Linked DNA regions of Sus scrofa: regions 2 and 3 are each linked to region 1. Evidence: chromatin contacts called from public Hi-C data. All regions are on one chromosome and are shown on one strand. Each heading gives the region's core, a stretch centred on a gene start, on an enhancer-like site or on the middle of the called end of the contact. The rest is flanking DNA. Distances are from core to core; before and after follow the strand shown. Region 1 has its middle 110 kb from the start of RAPGEF5. Region 2 has its middle 33 kb from the start of TOMM7. Region 3 holds the start of IL6 (interleukin 6 (interferon, beta 2)).

Evidence for each region. A called contact is a pair of places that touch in the nucleus more often than the background predicts.
Region 2: a contact with region 1 is called in a Hi-C map of omental adipose tissue, with 3 times the contacts expected there. The contact joins two enhancer-like sites. A contact is called at or near these places in 5 of 47 Hi-C or Micro-C datasets (adipose tissue, embryonic fibroblasts, omental adipose tissue and 1 more) and 1 of 2 datasets of contacts at active chromatin or transcription factors (alveolar macrophages).
Region 3: a Hi-C map of embryonic fibroblasts shows a contact between it and region 1, with 2.6 times the contacts expected there. The contact joins the promoter of IL6 here to the enhancer-like site in region 1. A contact is called at or near these places in 2 of 5 promoter capture datasets (fetal liver and liver), 8 of 47 Hi-C or Micro-C datasets (adipocytes, embryonic fibroblasts, fibroblasts and 4 more) and 1 of 2 datasets of contacts at active chromatin or transcription factors (alveolar macrophages).

What each region holds. Positions count from the first base shown.
Region 1 is chr9:91,342,628-91,345,806 of Sscrofa11.1, forward strand. No RefSeq gene overlaps it. Among named protein-coding and RNA genes, the nearest start is that of RAPGEF5, 110 kb to the left of the region's middle. Within about 2 kb of position 1,429, at least 7 of the 83 cell types and tissues checked have an H3K27ac peak or open chromatin away from gene starts, as enhancers often do. A contact at or near this core is called in embryonic fibroblasts and omental adipose tissue, where this site is marked.
Region 2 is chr9:91,543,940-91,547,118 of Sscrofa11.1, forward strand. No RefSeq gene overlaps it. Among named protein-coding and RNA genes, the nearest start is that of TOMM7, 33 kb to the right of the region's middle. Within about 2 kb of position 1,737, at least 4 of the 83 cell types and tissues checked have an H3K27ac peak or open chromatin away from gene starts, as enhancers often do. A contact at or near this core is called in embryonic fibroblasts and omental adipose tissue, where this site is marked.
Region 3 is chr9:91,504,838-91,508,016 of Sscrofa11.1, forward strand. IL6 (interleukin 6 (interferon, beta 2)) reads left to right here and starts at 1,584. Exons shown (of 5, transcript NM_214399.1): 1 at 1,584-1,665; 2 at 1,834-2,024; 3 at 3,161-3,179. The coding sequence starts at 1,647.

The DNA.
Region 1 (3,179 bases), core at 179-2,678:
GCACGTGCACACAATTCCCTACATATGTCTCCCACAAAGATAAGAAAGCCAAGTGAACAGTGTTTTCCTACAAATTGGATGCTAAGCTATTTCAGTGAAATGATACCCAGTGCAAATCAGGCTTCAGGTACAAATAGGCTGTTTGACAGAAAGGTAAAGAAGCCAGACTCTGGCCTCTGGCTTCTAGGCTGAGATTCCTAGATGAGATTTGTAGTTCTCTGTATGGTGATTTGGAAATGTCCCTCTGTGGAAAGTCCTAGGCTGGTTGCTGCAAAATTACCCTCATTAAAAATGCAGAGCTCTCTTCCTCCACCCCATGTAATTAAGGAGCTCTGCTGTTAGATACAGGCTGTCATCTTTTTTTTTTTTTTTTTTTTTTTTTTTGTCTTTTTTGCCATTTCTTGGGCTGCTCCTGCGGCATATGGAGGTTCCCAGGCTAGGGGTCTAATCGGAGCTGTAGGTGCTGGCCTACACCAGCGCCACAGCAACGTGGGATCCAAGCCGCATCTGCAACCTACACCACAGCTCACGGCAATGCCGGATCCTCAACCCACTGAGCAAGGCCAGGGATCAAACCGGCAACCTTATGGTTCCTAGTTGGATTTGTTAAACACTGAGCCATGACGGGAACTCCTGTCATATTTTTAATAGGTGTCCCAGTTAATTCGGAGGCACAGCCATGTTTTGGTTACCTATATCTGTACATTTACTAAACATAGACCAATGCAAAGGTATGACTATCTGGACAACTCTTACTTTCATGACTTTCATAAAATAGTTCTTTTTAGGTTCAGACCTGGCAACAATTCCAAAGGCAAGAGAACGCTGTCCAACACAGGGGTCACCAGCTACATGGGGTTCCTGGGCACCTGGAATCCAGCTTGTCTGCATTGAGATAGGCTGCAGGATTAACTAAGATCAGCATGATGGAGGATAATGTGATAAAAAGAATGTATATATGTATGTGTGACTGGGTCACTTTTCTCTACAGTAGAAAATTGACAGAACACTGTAAACCAGCTATAATGGAAAAAATTAAAATCTTTAAATAAAAAAACCCCCGACAAACCCAATAGAAGAAAGATGATGTAAGCAAAGGTACAAAGAGACATAAATTACCAACAAATAGGGGGAAATATGAAACCTCACTGGTAACAAAAGAAATGCAAAACAAAATGGAACAAAAAGATTTCAAAGATTCAAAGGGGAAAAAAGAATAAGATAATTTTAATGTCACTACTACAAAAATGCCATTACATATGTGGCTTGCATCTGTGTCTTTTATACAGTAGAGGACATAAATAATTTTGACAAGAATGGAGGGAGGGAGTGGAAAGTGGAGAGGCAGAGCATAGCAGGCTGAGACAGTCTTGACTGCCCAGCATTCTAACAGCATTCCTGGACCCAAACCTCACAACCTGGCAACTTGGCTAGGGGAAAGGAAAAAAAAAAAAGTCCTAGGCCTGCAGCCACTACAGTTCTACAAGCTCCTCCAGGCATGAGTTTGCAGTCTGAGCCCAAGCCGACTGTAAATACTCAGGAAACATCCACTTCCAAACAGGGTGAGTCTGAAACAGACTTACCAGAACTCAGAGGGCAGTTTTACGTAGAAAAAAGGATGGTTGTTATAACTGATTATTGGCGTGCAGGCCAACCCCCAGGGATGATAGCTAAAAAAACTTCTGTGGTCTTCCACTGCAGTCCTTTGGGCTAGCAGCACTAGCAACATCTGAGAATGTGTTAGAAATGCAAACTCTCAGGCTCCAGCCCAGACCTGAAGAATCAGAAAGACCATGGAGTTCCCGTCGTGGCGCAGTGGTTAATGAATCCAACTAGGAACCATGAGGTTACAGGTTCAGTCCCTGCCCTTGCTCAGTGGGTTAACGATCCCGCGTTGCAGTGAGCTGTGGTGTAGGTTGCAGATGTGGCTCGGATCCCACGTTGCTATGGCGCTGGTGTAGGCCAGTACCTATAGCTCCGATTAGACCCCTAGCCTGGGAACCTCCATATGCCGCAGGAGCGGCCCAGGAAATAGCAAAAAGATCAAAAAAAGAAAAAAAAGAAAGACCAGAGATGGGGTCCAGCAGTCTGGACTCTGACCAGCCACGCAGGGGATGCTGAGGATGCATCCAAAGACGGAGAAGCACGGATCTGGATAAAGAGGAGGCCAGTTAAGGGGAGCCCCTGAGGCACTGAAACAAGCCCTCGAGGTTGTGCTGCACCGTGGTCCAGTGCTTCCGCTGTCACTGGGAGCTGGCTAAGAGCCTGCAACTTGGAGTGGGAACACCTGGTTCCCTCTCTGTCAAGCTCCATTTCCTCCTGTGTGACCTGGGGTAGTTAAAAACTTTTCTGAACCTGTTCTGCTATCTGAAAGATGAGGAAAGTAATACAACTTGTGTATGACTGTTACTGGGAATAAAGGCACAAATGCGTGGGAAAATCTGCACGAGGTTCTGGGTACAGAGCAGTGGGTTCTTATTGGTCCATGACCATAAGTCTCCCATAGTGCCAGGAAAAACAGCCAGAGAGCTCCCAGCTTCCCTAGCCATTGTTAGTATCTTATCTGTGCCCACAGCATGCTTGCTTTTTTCATGGAAATTACTTCTTTTCCATGATTAGTCAGTGAATCTACAAGATGATTTTATCTAATCACATTCTTGCATAATTGACTCATTCAAGTTTTATCACCTTGGTTTTACTGAATCAGGTTTGACTCCAGTGAACTCCCCCATGTGGTTTTCTAGGGTTCCTACTTTCTCTGTCTTCTGACAATATGGCCTCAGAGGCTGGTTTGATCAAGTGAAACCAGTCTGCGAGTATTTCTGTGCTGGGACCTGGATGCTGATTCCTGGGGGAGTTTCTGCTTTCCTAAGTCTATCTCATAAAATGCAGACTGCTTGGATAGCATGGATGTTTGCTGACATGACTGTGATAGTGGAATATGGAAGGATCAGATTTTGCATATAGGTTGTTTGGGGGTTTTTGTTCCCCACACACCCACCCTGGATCTTTGAAGAGAAGCCTGGCAGGGGAGAAGTCACATAGCGGGAAATATCATTTTCAAAGGACCTGAGATAGGCTGAGTCATCAGCAAATGCACACGACAGTGGCTTTCCCCAATGTGCACTTCCAGTTTGGGCAGCATCTCAGATTTATCTAACAGGCAGCAGAAATGCCCT
Region 2 (3,179 bases), core at 487-2,986, 200 kb after region 1:
GTTAAGGATCCGGTGTTGCCGTGAGCTATGGTGTAGGTTGCAGACGCGGCTAGGTCCTGCATTGCTGTAGCTCTGGTGTAGGCCAACAGCTACAGCTCCAATTAGACCCCTAACCTGGGAACTTCCATATGCCGCAGGAGCAGCCCTAGAAAAGGCAAAAGACAAAAAAAAAAAAAGATGAATTTTTTAAAATTTTTAATTAATGGAACACTGATAAAGTAATTATGCAGCCATTAATTATGTTTGTAAGTAACCTTAATGACATTGAAAAATGTTCACCATATAGCATTGTGAAAGAGAAAACAAAAACAGAAAACATATTGTAAATTTGATTATAAAGTACAATATTGACTATGTAAATTATACAGTACATGCATTGAAAACTAAAGCCCAGGGAGTTCCTGTCATGGCTCAGCAGTTAAGGAACCCAATTAGGATCCATGAGGATGCAGGTTCAATCCCTGGCCTTACTCAGTGGGTAAAGGATCTGGCATTGCCATGAATTGTGGTGTAGGTCGCCGACGCGGCTCAGATCTGACGTTGCTGTGGCTGTGGCACAGGCCGACAGGTGTAGCTCCAATTCGACCCCTAGGATGGGAACTTCCATATGCCATGGGTGCGGGCCCTAAAAACTGAGCAAAAAAAAAAAAAAAAAAAAAAAAAGCAAAAAGAAACGAAAACTAAAAACTAAAGCCCAGAAAGAAACCACTAAAATATTAAGGATAGTCATTTCTAAGTAGAAGATTATAAATGATATTTATTTTCTTTATTCTTTTTGTAATTTTGCATGTCCCAATTTTTTCTTCAGTGAGCATTTACCACTTTTAAAATTAGAAAAATATTATTTTTTAAGCACACCATAAATTTTATCACAAAAATTCATTTATACATATTTCTTCAGCTTTGTTTTAATAAAAAAATTTTTTCAATACTTTGAATTTTCAAAACTAAGACTTAGATAAGCCAACAATCATAAGTCTTGGCTTTTGTTAGTTTCTTAATTTAGCATCAGTATGTAACCAAAAACACTTAGTGGTTTTATCAGCTATTTGGAAATAAGTTCTTGGCACTATGCCCCCCTAAATCCTTTGGAACTCATGTGTTGAAACAGTTGCTTCATTTTCACTAAATAATCAGAACCATTCCTCAGAGAAGCTCAAATCTATGCCTGAATTCAGATCAAGAATAGAAGGGACAGTAACCTAATCATTTCTTTTTAAGCTTGCCACAGGTCAAAAGAATGCATTTGGTCAAGAGACTGGGAAATAAAAAATAAATCAGACCTTGCTGGACAATTTAAGGTGGTCACCAGGTGTCTTGGACGCCTCTTGCTTCATATGACAGCCTTCTGAATAATAAGATATTTAGCAATGCACAGGTGAAAGGATATAAAGCATGGCTCCCTATCCCAAGATATCTCCACTGTGAGATTATGATTGTTACACATGTGTCTGCTTCCTCCATCCAGGCACTGCCTGGATAAATATAAATAAGTATCCCATAATCTTCCCCTAAATATATTCCATAAATATTCCCCCATTCCTATGCTGACAAGCTTAAGACCAGGTCTCCACTCACGTCTCCAGACTTCCCACTCCTTACTTCACAGCAAAATCCAATCACAGTTCTGAACTCAGTACACCTTTGAAGCCTTACCCAGCTTGTACTAGCTTTCAGTCATAACTGCATCCCTACCATCTCTGTCCCAATCTCATCTCTGCAAGTCAAACCTGATCAACAAAGCTCCCAAGGCATGCAGTACCAACTGCTTAGTCATTCAGCCCATTGCCACCCTCCTGTACCCCAATGACTTCATTAGCTGGCCTCCACACTTCACTACAGCTTCCCTAGACCATCTCCACCACGGGCTTTCTACACTCTGACTTCTGGGGGCCCAGTCTCGCCATATTCAACAGGAAAGAACTGATTTACGCTGTTTCCTATTTTCTTTCTTTTTTAACTTTATAACTGTCCGTACTTCAGAAGGGACTTGATATAACTTACACTCTGATTTGACCATATTTTGTCTGAAAGGATTTTTAAATTATTTTTATTGAAGTAAAGTTATGTATAATATTATGCTAGTTTCAAATATACTACATAGTGTGACATCTGCCTACATTATAAAATTACCACAGTAAGTCTAATAACTGTCCCCATACAAAATTATTACCATATTAATGACCATATTCCTAATGCTGTATATTACATCCTCATGACTTATTTATTATATAACTGGAGGTTTATACCTCTTAATGCCTTTCACGCAGTGCCCCAACTCCCCTCCCTTTGGGAACCATTTGTTTATTCTCTGTATCTATGAATCCGCTTTCATTTCGTTTTGTTTTTATCTGTTTTATTTTTTAACTTTACATATAAATGAGATCATGAGGTATTTTTCTTCCCTTCTGACTTATTTCATTTAGCAATAATACCCTCTACATCCATCCATGTTCTTCCAAGTGGCAAGATTTCATTTTTTTAATAGCTGAGTAATTTTTCATTATATATATATACATATATATACACACACACACATATACAATCATATTTTGTACATATATATCACATCTTCTTTACCCATTCATCTATCTATAGGCACTTGTGGTTATTTCCATATTTTGGCTATTATATATAATGTTGTAATGAATATTGATGTGTATATATCGTTTTGAATTTAAGTTTTTGTTTTATTTGGGTAAAACCCAGAAGCACAATTGCTAGATGAAATGGAGTTCTAGTTTTAATTTTTTGAGGAAATTCAATACAGTTTTCCATAGTGGCTGGACCTATTTACAGTTCTGTCAAAAGTGTATGAGAGTTCTGTTTTTTTCACATCCTTTCCAAAATTTGTTCTTTGTTGTCTTTTCGATGATAGCCATTCTTACAGGTGTGAGGCGGTATCTCATTGTGGTTTTGATTTGCATTTCTCAATTAGTGATCTAAACATCTTTCCATGTGTCTGTTGGCCATTTGTGTGTCTTCTTTAGAAAAATATTCATTCAGGTCCTCTGTCTATTATTAAATCAGAATTTTTTTTTCAGTTGTACAAGTTCTTTCTATATTTTGGATATTAACCCCTTATCAGATATATTATTTGAAAATATCTTCTCCCGTTCAGTAGGCTACCCTGTGTTTTGCTGATAGTTTACTTCTCTGTGCAAAAGCTTTCTAGCTTG
Region 3 (3,179 bases), core at 334-2,833, 160 kb after region 1:
CCCGCTACCACCACTGCAGCTCCTGCCTCTCTATTTAGAAAGTCAGGTGAAAGAATGGATGACCTCACTTTCCTCAACAGGCAGGTCCCAACATGTTGTGAACAAAACAAAACTTGAGTAAATCGATTCATATTTTAAATACCCTAGCTGAGGTCTTTGTTTTAGCAATCCTGACAAGATCCTCTTTGCGAAGCAAACCCAAGCAGATTGTGATGTTAACACTGTTTTGCAAACAAACAAACAAAATTTTTTTGGTATCCTGCAAGTGTCCTAGCTTCAGCCTGGAATCAGTCTTAAGAGCTGTCCGGGTGTCTGGGCAACTGGTGGGGGAACCTGGTATAGAGCCCATTTGTGTGAAACCAAGGACCCTCCTGCAAGAGATACCACTGTAGGGGCCAAGGGAGCCTGTACAAGCTCAACCTAGTATGGAAGCCTGGGGCTTTGGAGAGAAAGTGTGATTCTGAACCTGGAGCCCTGCTCTATCAGACTACTATTCAGCCGCCTCTGGATTCAAATCAAGTCATACAGCAGAAGGGAGCTATGAACACACGCTGCAAAAAATGCCACAAGGTCCTCCTTTGACATCCTATCAAAGAGGTGAGTAGTATTCTCCCCACTTCTGCCCTAAGCCCAGGGAGTGTCAGTAAAGTTAGGGCTCCAGTAGACCCAGCATGCCCTCGGGGTCCTCATGGCTCCCCAGTGGGAAGAGGATCACCCTGGTGCCTGCAGTGGGGACCAGCAGCACAAGACAACCCCCTTGGCCCAGAGATCAAAGTCTTCACTGGGAGGGTCTCCAAAAGGCCACTATGAAGTGAGTAGGGCTGTCGCTGACCTGGCCGAAGTGGGTTTGAGCAGGCAAGGAGGAAACCGGCAGAAGCTACGTCGTGGCCAAAAGGAGTCATTCATGTATGTACCCACATTGCACCTGGAGATTCCTAGAGACAACTGCAGTCAGGACGTTCTGCAACAGCTGGTCACAGCGAGAGCAAGGAAAAAGTACTGCAGAGGGCTTGTAGTGTCTTCTTTCTAACCCCAAGGGGGTGGGCTGTAAGGTGGTCTGGGGAAACTCAGGCCAGAATATCTTAAGGGTTTTTTTACAAACATGAAATAAACTGGAATACTAAATCCTAGCTGGTTCATCTGGTAATTATTTTTTTAATCATAGTCAGCCTTAGCTTTTCCTGAACCCCCAGCCCTGTAAAACTTCGTGCATGACTTCAGCTTTACTTTTCTTCTCAAGACATGTCAATGTGCTGAGTCACTAAAAAAAAAAAAAAAAAAAAAAAGAAAAGAAGAAAGAAAAAAAGCAAAAGAGAAAAAACAGAAAGTGAAGGAAAAATGATCCGGCTTCTGAGGACTAGCCTTGGTAATGACCTAAGTGGCACTTTTTTCCCTGGTTGTGATTCCTGTGATGCTAAAGGACGTCACATTGCACAATCTTAATAAGGTTTCCAATCAGCCCCACCCGCTCTGGCCCCACCCCCACCCTCCAACAAAGATTTATCAAATGTGGGATTTTCCCATGAGTCTCAATATTAGAGTCTCAACCCCCAATAAATATGAGACTGGGGATGTCTAAGGCTCAGTCTGCCCTCGAGCCCACCAGGAACGAAAGAGAGCTCCATCTGCCCTCCAGGAACCCAGCTATGAACTCCCTCTCCACAAGTAAGTGAAGGAAATCCCTAGCCTTGGAACTGCCTGGCAGCCGTGCCTGGCGAGGGAGGGGGTGTGTATCCGCTGCTGCGAGAGCTGGCGGGCGGCCAGCAGCCAGAAGCACAGCTCCCCCAGTGGTGCAGTCTGCTCACTGGCTGCTCTCCCTTCCCTCCGGCACAGGCGCCTTCAGTCCAGTCGCCTTCTCCCTGGGGCTGCTTCTGGTGATGGCTACTGCCTTCCCTACCCCGGGACGCCTGGAAGAAGATGCCAAAGGTGATGCCACCTCAGACAAAATGCTCTTCACCTCTCCGGACAAAACTGAAGAACTCATTAAGTACATCCTCGGCAAAATCTCTGCAATGAGAAAGGAGGTGGGTAGGCTCGCCTGAGGGAGATGAAGGGCCCCTGTAGGTGGTCATCTCCTCGGCCTTGGATGTGAACAGCGGCTCCTGCTTTTGGTGGGGAGGGGAAGGTCTTTGCTGGGTTCTGGGACAGCTTCGATCTGAAGCCAAAGGGGCAGGCTGTGTTTTTTAATTTCTCCTCTGCTGCTGGTCTCAGGTAGTTCCTTTTCCTCCGGGGAAAATATACTGCGGGGCTGGAATCCATGCCTCAAGTCTCATTCGCATTTCCATGCTTGGCATGAGCTGAGAGTCACACTCACTGCCTCTCAGGATTTCCTCTTCTCTAACCAAAAAATAAGGCCTGTCAATCTTCTTTGCGTTCCTTGGACTTGGGGGGAGCATTTAAAAGCACCACTGAAATGACTGTTCAGCTTCTCAGGACAGTCACTGTACTTTTAGATTACGCCAGCTCAGTGGTTAGGGACTCCCCAGAGTCATTCCGGCAAATAAGATGCATACCTGACAGCCCACCAAAGTGGCAAAATCCTAGGTAGGTTAAAGCAGCTCCCAAGCTTAAAATGTAAGGGAGTTTGGCTCTGTTTGGTAGAAAGGAAAGAACACAGGAGAGGAGATTGGGAGCCTCAAATTTGGTTCTGATCTGTTGAACCTGCTTTGTGATCTCGGGCAAATTCCCTACCACCTGTGCGCCCCATCTGCAAAATTATGGATTTAGACTAGATGATCTGAAAGGCTCTTCCAGCTGGCACATTCTATGGCTCAAATTATACTCACCCAATTATCATCAAAATTCCTGTCATTTATTAAGGATCCACTATGTGCCAGGCACTTTACAGATAAATATTATATTAAGATATAAATATTATATCTTATCCTCACAGTAAACTTACAAGGGAGGTGTTTCATTATCCCCAACTAGGAGAGTTAGGGGCACTGAGACTTGGAATAGGTAATATGCCTGAAGGCAGAGGGGAGGTCAGAATGGAACCCAGGGGTGCCCATTCTCCACTTGTTTGCCTGGATGCGAATGGGTTCTGACTCCACTTTTCTTAGAGAACTTCCTGGCCATGGTAGATCATGAATCAGCCCTCTAGTGGTGTTCGTTTTGGGAGCACTTATATGATAACAGCTCTAATACTCTTTCCCAGATGTGTGAGAAGTATGAGA